Linked DNA regions of Mus musculus: region 1 is linked to region 2. The links are chromatin contacts, called in public Hi-C maps. All regions are on one chromosome and are shown on one strand. The core of a region is the stretch at or near the end of the contact, and the rest is flanking DNA. Distances in the headings are between cores, read along the strand shown.

Region 1 (4,659 bases), core at 734-3,233, 470 kb before region 2:
TGCTCCATTTCCCAGCTGAACACTAGATCACAGTGAACGCCCACACGATGAGCCACATTATTAGCCTGATTCTCCTTCCCTTCTACACCCCATGTCCTCGTAGTTAAAGTGGAACACTCCAAGCGCGCCTCTACTAGAACAGTGCAGCACCGAGGTGATACATCACCCGAGTTCGCTCTGAGAATACAGCACGCTACAACTATCATGTCTAAGTCTAATATAGAATTAGAGCTCTTAATGCCGATTAATAATATAGTATGAAGAGTATGCCACAGGTTAAACCAACCTCTCAAAATTTATCTGCAGCAATTATTGAATACAAATATCTTCTATATCAAAATGTACTAAAATGAATTTAAGATTATTATTGAAAATTATTTATCTGGTGGTAGGGATTGAAACTAGAGCCCCGGGCATGCTTGATAAGCACTTTACCAACGAGCTACATCTTCAGTCCTAGAACATCTTTAGTAGATACTTCCATATAATTTTATGCATAGTTCATTACAGCAAATATATACGAATTACTATTTAAGTAGGTTACAGTGGAATTTGGACAGTCCAATTTTCAAGACTGTAGTTCTAGTGGGTGGTCTTTGTTTTGTAATAGACTTACTGACAGCAGCACCTAGATGAGGAACTGAAATGATCAATACAACAACTGAAAAGCAAGAGTTAAGTGGGAAAACGGAAAGCACCTATAGGTTACGATGGTCAGCACAAACCAAGCTTAACATATCAAAATGAGAAATAAAATTGGCAAATCTACCATTATGCTAAAAATCAATTTAAGCTAATTTTATACTAATTATTCCAAGGACTCTAATATTCAAAAAGTAATCTAATATTCAAAACAGACAAAGTTTCATTCTTTTAAATATATTTTCAACCTGTCTTCAATTAGTTTATTACCTTGTTTGTAATTTTTTATTATGTCCAGAGAATACTGTTGCAACTTGTTTGTCATTATCTGGCTCACTTCAGATACAAATGATAAAGACCAAAATAAATCCCTTTAAAAGAACCACTTTCTAGCTCAGAGTGGAAACCAGCCACTTAATGTGCCAAATTTCACCATGGAGCATGGAGACAGCCCAGGCAACATTCACACACACAGTATTGGAACCAGCTGGTGGTACAAGAATCTTAGGAAAAAAAAAGGCTCCTTGATTTAATTGGGAAAACAGGAGGAAGCATAAATTTTACTGCCATTAATAACTTCAAGCATCTTGATATGGTTGTACCTCAGCCTGACTGAGACATGTGCTTTCTGTTAAAGTGTTTGCCACATCTGACCCTATTGTTTGCTCACTTGATCAGGTAAGAAAATGTAGGTTTATTCACAGGATAAATGAGGCTATTCAGTTTGAACAATGCAGTCTATGGGAAGTTGCCTTTTGAAGCAGATGTGTGAAATTTCCTAACAGTTTGGTAATAACCAGGCAAAACCAACTTACTCTAAAAGAATGAACTTATTTTCTTAAAGGAAACTACCATAAGAGCAAACTAATTTCAGATAACTGGATGGGAAAACAATAATCTGACCATTTCCAGTTTTTAATAAGCGAATCTAAAAAGCCCACTTCCAAAGCACTTTTTCTCTTTTACAAAAGAGATACATTTTATTCATTCATTTATGATGTTGTTGGTAAACTGAAAATTATAGACACACACACACACACACACACACACACACACACACACCTTGTATAAATTTAACCTGGTGGGAGAACTTCAAAGATGGTTAGAAAATAATTTTGTCAGCTTTTTAAAGAATGGTCATAAGAAATAACCATATATATATGTGTGTATAGTCACAATTTACAGTCCAACAATACCTTCTGGTGGTCGCCAACAATAAGTGCAGTCAGCTTTGTCTAAACCAGAAAACCCAAACTCCTGAGCTGGATGAAGCCCTACGGGTTAGGAACCCCTGGGAGTACCAGCCTGCCACAAAGACTGCCCTAACAGCACAGCACTCTCACTGAGAGCGTGCAACTGGTTCAATGCACGCTTTGGAACCTAGAGAGCCCAATAACGTTAGTGCATGCACAGACCAACCAAAGAAATTATGACCTGGCTATACACTTTAAACTGCAAAACGAAGGTTTCTGCTGATAGAAGTTTGATTCAAGATTTAAATTATGGAGAAGAAAAGAGAGAGAGGCCAAACAGTAATTTTTCCTGGGTGCAATGGCATATCCTGTGATCTAATACTTAGAGGTCTGAGGCTAGGTTAGCCTATGCAGAAAGCAAGACCACATCTTTAAAAAGAAGAAAACAAGTAAGAAAAAGAAAAAAATACAAATATATGTAAAGTTAAATACGAAAAGCTTCATGCAAATAGTATTGAGAGCCACACCTGAATCAGAGAGTGTGACTCTGAAGGTTACAGGAGAAATGAATGAGTTAATTTTTAAAGTTAATTTACATATAGGTTCATAAATTGTATATTAAAATGCTTAATACAGGCTAATCTCAAATTATGTAAAATATAAATCCGATTTTTAAATTTTAAGAAACATTCTAATTTTTGCTTGTAAATGGATTAAATAGTTATCCTAGGACATTAATTACTTATTTAACGTTTATATATTTATTTTCAGTATTCATTTTTAATATGTGTATCTGTGTCTGTGGGGCTGTATGCACAAGAGTGCAGGTGCCTTGAGACAGAGGCATCAGAGTTCCTGGAGCTGGTGTTACAGGATATGTCAGCCACCTGATACAGGTATTAGGAATGGAACTTGGGTTCTCTGCAAGAGCAGTATGTGCTCTTAACCACTGAGCCTTTTGCATACTTTTATTTGGCCAAGTCTGGAATAACCGGCTTGTTTTATAGATTTGAGTAGTGCTCTTAAACTACCTACAGGGGGCAGACTGTGCTTTTATTTCCCTCCCAAAGTGTTAAGGACCAACGCTTTAGTAAAGAATAATAAAAATAAAATTTTTTTAAAAGGGCACACAAATAAATGTAAAATAGTTTATACATTCAGGACACCATATTTCTTTGGGGGAAACTTCTGCATATGTACTTTCAATTTCTGAGCTTATTCATTAAATACTACTAGTAACAGGTTAAACCAAGCACTGTTCAGTGGGCCACACTTGGACTATGACTCCTGTCCTTACACAATACATTAACGGAAGTGAATTTAGTGAAATATATGGGTAAGATTGAGGTACTACTGTGATGCTAAGGAAGGTAAAATAGATGACGCAGATGGGTGTGGTGCTACCACATGTCACTGTGCTACCACCACCATCTCTCTCCTTTCTTCATCTTTATCACAATGAACATTTGTAGGACTTTTTAATTACAGAATCAATATATAATACTTCTCACATCAGCTAGTCTAAATGTTTTTGGATAGGTCCTAGTTTATTTCCTTACTTTCTAAACAGGATGACAGGATGTGTGAACATGGAGCAGACCTCCCTACCCGTGTCCTCTCCTCCATTTCCCATCTAACCACGCACCGAATACTGACAGTCTACAAAGCACCCGATCATGTTCTAGGTCCTGCGAATACAGAAGTGAGGACCAGTGAGGGAACTATATTCATGAAGCTTACAGTACCTGAGAACTGATGGGCGGTAGTGGTAGTCACAGGTTGGTAGTGCAGCAAGACAAATCAAGATGATTATATAAACTATATGGCAATTACAAAGTATAAGGAAAACAAGGCCAGAGCAAAGTGAAATCAAGATCCAAGGTTTAAAACTGTTATTAAAATTAGGCAGGAAGGAGACAAGAGACTAGGCCACACGAAATAGTAGGAATTGATGTTTCAGGCAAAGGGAATGAGGAGCAGTGAAGGAGCGTTTCCTGTTGAGTTCAGCCCAGGAAGCCATTGTGGCCTCCACAGGAGGGAGGGAGAAAACCATCAGAGATGCCCAGAAGCTGGGAGGTAGAACAGCACACGCATCTCTGGAGAGCACTGCATATCTGGAGGGCACTGCGAGAGCTCTGCCTTGGAGATGTGTTAAGTTACTGGAGGGTTTTGTTCAAAATTTGCGTTTAATTTCCTTTTCTTGCTGTTTTCATTTATTATTTTATCTGGCTGTTTTCATGTGTGTGTACCATGGTGTCTGTTGATTGTGGAGGTAGAAAAATGTGCTGGACTCCCTGGAACTGGAGTTGTAAACATTTGTAAGCCACTATGAGGGTGCAGAGAACTGAACCTCAGTCCTTTTCGAGAGCAACAAATGGTCTTACCAGCTTAACCATCTCTCCAGCCCTAATGATGGCTTTGAGTAGAGGGTTGAACTTAGTTAACAGGCCAGTTTTGCATCTGTGCTAACAGAATGCAGGACAAGCGTGGAAGCACAAGGACCAGGTAAAATGCTACTCAATGAAATCAGGAGCGAGGACTGTGGCTGGGAGTAGGAAAGTGCGGTTACATTTTAAAAACAGAGGGGACAGTTTGGATGCAAAGTAGGAGAGAACAGAAGAATCAAGACCAAATCTCCCAGTTTGGGCATATTTAACTAAAAAGAGGAAGTTATCATTTACTGAAAAGAGAGAAGTCTAGGAATACTAAGTTTATGCACAGGTCGGTGGAGACTGGGAGCTTCATTCTGAGCCTGCATGCAGCAAGTCTTCAACGCTAACAGAGCTTAAGGGTTAGGATGTCTGGGAGTCGTCCTTACAGCGAG
Region 2 (4,730 bases), core at 879-3,378:
AACAAGGTGACTTTGAATGGGGAAGATTTCATAAAGTAATAGCTGATTATTTATCGTCAAGAGTTTAAGTCCAACCTTTCATGCTCTAATGATCTGAGCTGTTGTTATGTCCTAGACCTTCCTTTTTGCTTCTGCCTCTAGATGATCTACTATGAGAATCTTTCTTTTCATTTACTCCATTTCTACACACTGTCCCTAAATGGGACCACCACTCTATCCCTGCACTCTATGTGCTTGGTGGCTCAGTGTCCCTTCTCTCTTCTGTCCTAGTTACATCTGCCTTTCAGACTCTGTGCCCTCACAGGAATTTCATGGAACTTCTCAGCCCTTTGTCAGATTGCTCAATTGACACTTAACCTAGACGTCACTTCCTATGTTATCTCTCTGGAAGGATTTCATTAGACTCTAAACACCATATTATCTAATGGAAAGCATACAGGCTTTGGAATCAGATGGACTTGGTTTAAAAATCCAGGCTCTTCTACTAAACCACAGTACTTTAACATCATTGAGGTTTTATTTTTCTTGTGTGTGTAAACTGGAAATAATATCTAGTTTAAGAGTCCTTGAGAACATCAAAGTTACATATCCAAAATGCCTGGTCCCTGAAACTACAAAGTAAACCAGTCAGGGTGTATCTTTGTGTTTACTGTTTTATGTCATATCTACAAGAGTTCCTAGAATCAAAGCAACTCAATAAATGTTCATTGAATGAATTGATGATTTGATGCATAGGAAATATTTTTTTTCCTCTGTGTGTGTCTCTGTCTCTCTTGGTCTGACTGTGTCTCTGTCTCTCTGTCTCTGTCTCTCTCCTATAAATTTGGAAGACAGAATTTATGCACACATCACTTATGCAAGGAATTTTGGTGCATGGTTTGCTATTACCTCTCCATTTCCCTGTTACTTGCCTCTCCTTGGCATGGAACATATCTATTTGTCGCTCCAGTTGTCTACAAATGCTGCTCCTCACCAAGGGACGCAAGCTCACAGTGAGTATAACATAATCTCAGGGAAAACAACAAACTGAAGTGCCCCTGGGTGATTGCTTTAAGTGCTCCACCTGCTCATTCGAATGCACAATGAAACTCGACGTCAAAGGTGAAGCCACAGTAAGGACAACACTGACTGGGGAAGGAAGAGAGAGAAGGGGAAGAACGATGGGAGGAGAAGGAAGGAAAATGGAGAAGTAACAGGGAAGGATGGAAGGGGAAGGAGGAAGAAGCAAGGAAAACTGCAAATGCAGCCCTGGTGCCCCGAGGTTTCATGTCTCGTGTCTGTAACCAGGCCTGCCATGACCATTCTGGCTCAGGCTGCAAACGGCCTCTGTCTGAAATCCCTCAAGAATAGCGGTATTTGAAGTCAGAAATATCAGGGCAGCATCACTCTTTCAGAGACCATGCAAAACATCCAAGTCACAGCGTCTTCAGTCTCTCTCTCTGTTCTTCAAAGTAAGAGACTTGATCTGAGACATGAAATAGTTCTTTCTCTCCTTGCCGTGTGTGTGTGTGTGTGTGTGTGTGTGTGTGTGTGTGTGTTTACATGTGTGCATGTGTGTATATGTTCATGTATGTATGTAGGACATGTATGTTGAATGTGTGTGTGAATGTTCTCTCTGTTCTTTATGCTTGTGTGTGCCTTTGTGCGTGCCCCTCCTACATATCCTACATGCCCGAGTTTATTACTGAGTGTCTTCTTTGATTACTCTCCTCATTTGGGAGGCGCAGGGTCTCTCACTGCACCTGGAGAGCTCATCACTTCAGCTCGAATGGCTGACCAGCAAGCTCCAGGAATCTCCTGTCTCCCAAGCCCATCTATCTGCCTCTCACTGGGTTGAGGAAGTGACACTGTGCTTGGCTTGCCTTTTCTTGGGGGTGCTGGGGATCCAAACTCAAGCCTTCAGGCTCTCATAGCAAGCACTTCAGCCACTGAACCATCTCCCTAGTCCCTGATGCCTTTGATTCTAACCTAGGACCTTGGGGTTTCTAAGAATGGGTTTATCCAGAGGAGAGGCTGTGTTACTATAAACCACAGACTATTTGAAGCAGTGAGGACAGGCTTTCCCCCTTGACGTAATGGAAACCACATGCACCATTACAGACTGCTAGCACTCCATTGTTGAGGTGGGTACACATTGCTTTGAAGAAAAGGAAGCCATTTCCACCCACATCTCTCCTGATTTATGCACGGGCCTCAGAAGGTCCAGACAGGTTGGAAAAGATTTGGTAACTGGAGAAGTGACAAGGGTGAGAAAGGCTATTTTGTGAAAGACTGCAAACTTGACTCTGACGTTAAACCCTTGCCTTGGGCAACGTGCGCATTGCAGAGTTTAAATCACATTTGTAGTTCAAGTCAGATTGAGGGTGAAAGGCTACATGGCTCTAAGAATTAAGGAGCGGGCTGTTTTGGTAAAAAACATTGTCTAACTTAGCCAAACATAAATCAGCCCTAATGAGGTACCTGTGATTACAGGCAGGCTTGATGGACCTCATTTTTTTTCTCCCTGCATTCTTAGTTTTCCCTTATTTGCATTTTCCTAACCAGAGAAGCAGAAATCAATGAGGATTTTCTTTTAAATCTTGTAATCATCTCGAAAGAGAATGGGGGAGCCTAGGACGACACAGGTTCAGGGCAGAGGATGCAGACGACTGCAAAGCTATTCAAAAGTGCATCAGTAACAGAACTGGAGGGCAGAGGCGGGAGGCTGTGCAACAAATAGCAGGGAGCAGTTATCCCAGGTTTCAGCACAAAGTCCAAGCATCCAAATGGGCTGTCACCTGGCTTCTGACTCCCCAGCCCTCTGCCCCAACCAACCTGCAAGAAGACACAGGGGCTACATGCATGAACATGTCTCTTCTGTTGCTTTCTCTTACTCCAGCCTGTGAATCTCTTGGGTTTAGTGTATTCTGCTAGCTCATCCTTCAAGATGACTCTTGTCTATATCATAGATGCTTAACTAGATAGATTTAGCCATTCCTGAGACTCAGGAGACAGTATATACTAGAAACAGTGACTCTTGCCAATCATACTGAGTTCTTATTAAGCTTCAGATTTTGATATTGGTATATATTTTTGTTTATTCTACTTCAGATTTTGAGACAGGCTTTCATTATATAGCTCTGGCTAGCCTATAATTCACTGCATAGATCAAGCTACCCTCGAACTCATAGGTATAAGTCACCATACCTAGCTGACACTGGTGTCTTCCTGATTCTGTCATTCCATATTACTCTATTGGATAAATGGTTTCAGCTTCTCATTTCTTCTCTGAACATCAGACACAGAGCACCAACCAAGCTACCACAGGCATTATTCCCTTTTGCCAATTGTGTAAACTGGTCAGAGAGAATTGATCTGGGTTTTTCCTCACTCCAGTGTGTTTGGGGGAAAACTGTCTGGTGGTTGTTTCCCATCTTCTACCTGTTTCTGAAGCTTGACTTAATAGCATTCTCTGTCATTTGTAAACATTTGATGGGAAACTTTTCTGACGTTTTTGCTTACTGTTCACCACCACACATTCACTTTTCCGTTTGCCACACACTGTGCTTACAGTCCTGAGTGGTTACTGACTTCTGAGCTCTTTCCTTCTTGGGAACATCAGGATGTGGGTCTTGCTCTTTGATTGAAACTGTGGACCCTCTGACTCTCATCAGTAATCAGGAAACAGAGACGGCCTGATCTTGGGGGATTGATTTGGTTTGTAGTACATATTTTACATAATGCATCAAAGGTCCCATTTGGTTTACTAAATAAATGGCAGCTTCCCGTTTGTCAGACTTGAGCTGAACTCTCCACAAGTGCCTGTTCATCCTAAATGATCACATTTAAGAGCCAGATTTACATGCACGAAGTGTTCCCAAGCTGTATCTGGCAACAGGATGGTCTTTTACTGTTTACACCAGCTCCCAAAAAGGATTAGGCATTTTTTTTTTAAATGAAGAACATGTTTCAGAAAGTTGAAGTCACCATTCCAAGATGGTGCAGGGCTCTAGCATAGAGTACTTGATACAGAGCTCCTACCTCTCTGATTCTAATGTCCTCTTGCTGTGTACAATGAGTAAGCGTGACCCTTGCTAGGCTGGTGAAATCTCAGCATGCCCAGGTGCCAATCTTGTGGGACAGTCCTGACAGCTAGTTAATTAAGCCTGGCTAATCTCTCCTAGAGTTATCTCTACTGTAGGTTTGAGAAAATGAATCTGTTGATTCCTTCTTCAGTGGGATTTTTGTTCTTGTTTCTGACTAATATATATATTATATATATATATATATATTACTATACATATATTATATATATTACTATGTATTATTAATACATATATACATAATATATATGTATTAATATATATATATATATATATATATATATATATATATATATATATATATATATTACTGTCTCCTGAGCTGACGAATGGCTAGATCCAGCCACTTGAGTGTGCATTGTGTAGTATTTCAGAGGCTTCTCATTTTTGTACTGAGAATATTTAAACTATTCTCTGCTAATCATTTTGAAGAAGTCATTATTTTGAAAGTTTTATTTAGTGTGTGCATGTGTGTGGAGCCATGTGCATGCCATGATGCAAATGTGGAGGTAAGAAGAAAACGTGTGGGAGTTGGTTCTCTTCTCTTACCGTTTAGATTGTGGGAATGGGATGTAGACTTGGTGGCAGGTGTCTTTATCCACTAGGCTATTTCACTGGCCCACAATACCTGGTTTCTGTTGTTGTTGC

The links. A called contact is a pair of places that touch in the nucleus more often than the background predicts.
Region 1: a contact with region 2 is called in a Hi-C map of cranial neural crest, with 1.6 times the contacts expected there. The contact joins two enhancer-like sites. A contact is called at or near these places in 1 of 15 datasets of contacts at CTCF or cohesin (the NIH/3T3 cell line), 1 of 484 Hi-C or Micro-C datasets (cranial neural crest), 3 of 115 datasets of contacts at active chromatin or transcription factors (the NIH/3T3 cell line, embryonic fibroblasts and fibro-adipogenic progenitors) and 1 of 9 other capture datasets (embryonic tail).

Annotation. Positions count from the first base shown.
Region 1 is chr1:163,840,640-163,845,298 of GRCm38.p6, reverse strand. All of the region lies in intron 10 of Kifap3 (kinesin-associated protein 3), which reads right to left. Among named protein-coding and RNA genes, the nearest start is that of Kifap3, 63 kb to the right of the region's middle. Within about 2 kb of position 1,983, at least 5 of the 459 cell types and tissues checked have an H3K27ac peak or open chromatin away from gene starts, as enhancers often do.
Region 2 is chr1:163,372,074-163,376,803 of GRCm38.p6, reverse strand. No RefSeq gene overlaps it. Among named protein-coding and RNA genes, the nearest start is that of Gm24940, 28 kb to the left of the region's middle. Within about 2 kb of position 2,128, at least 19 of the 459 cell types and tissues checked have an H3K27ac peak or open chromatin away from gene starts, as enhancers often do.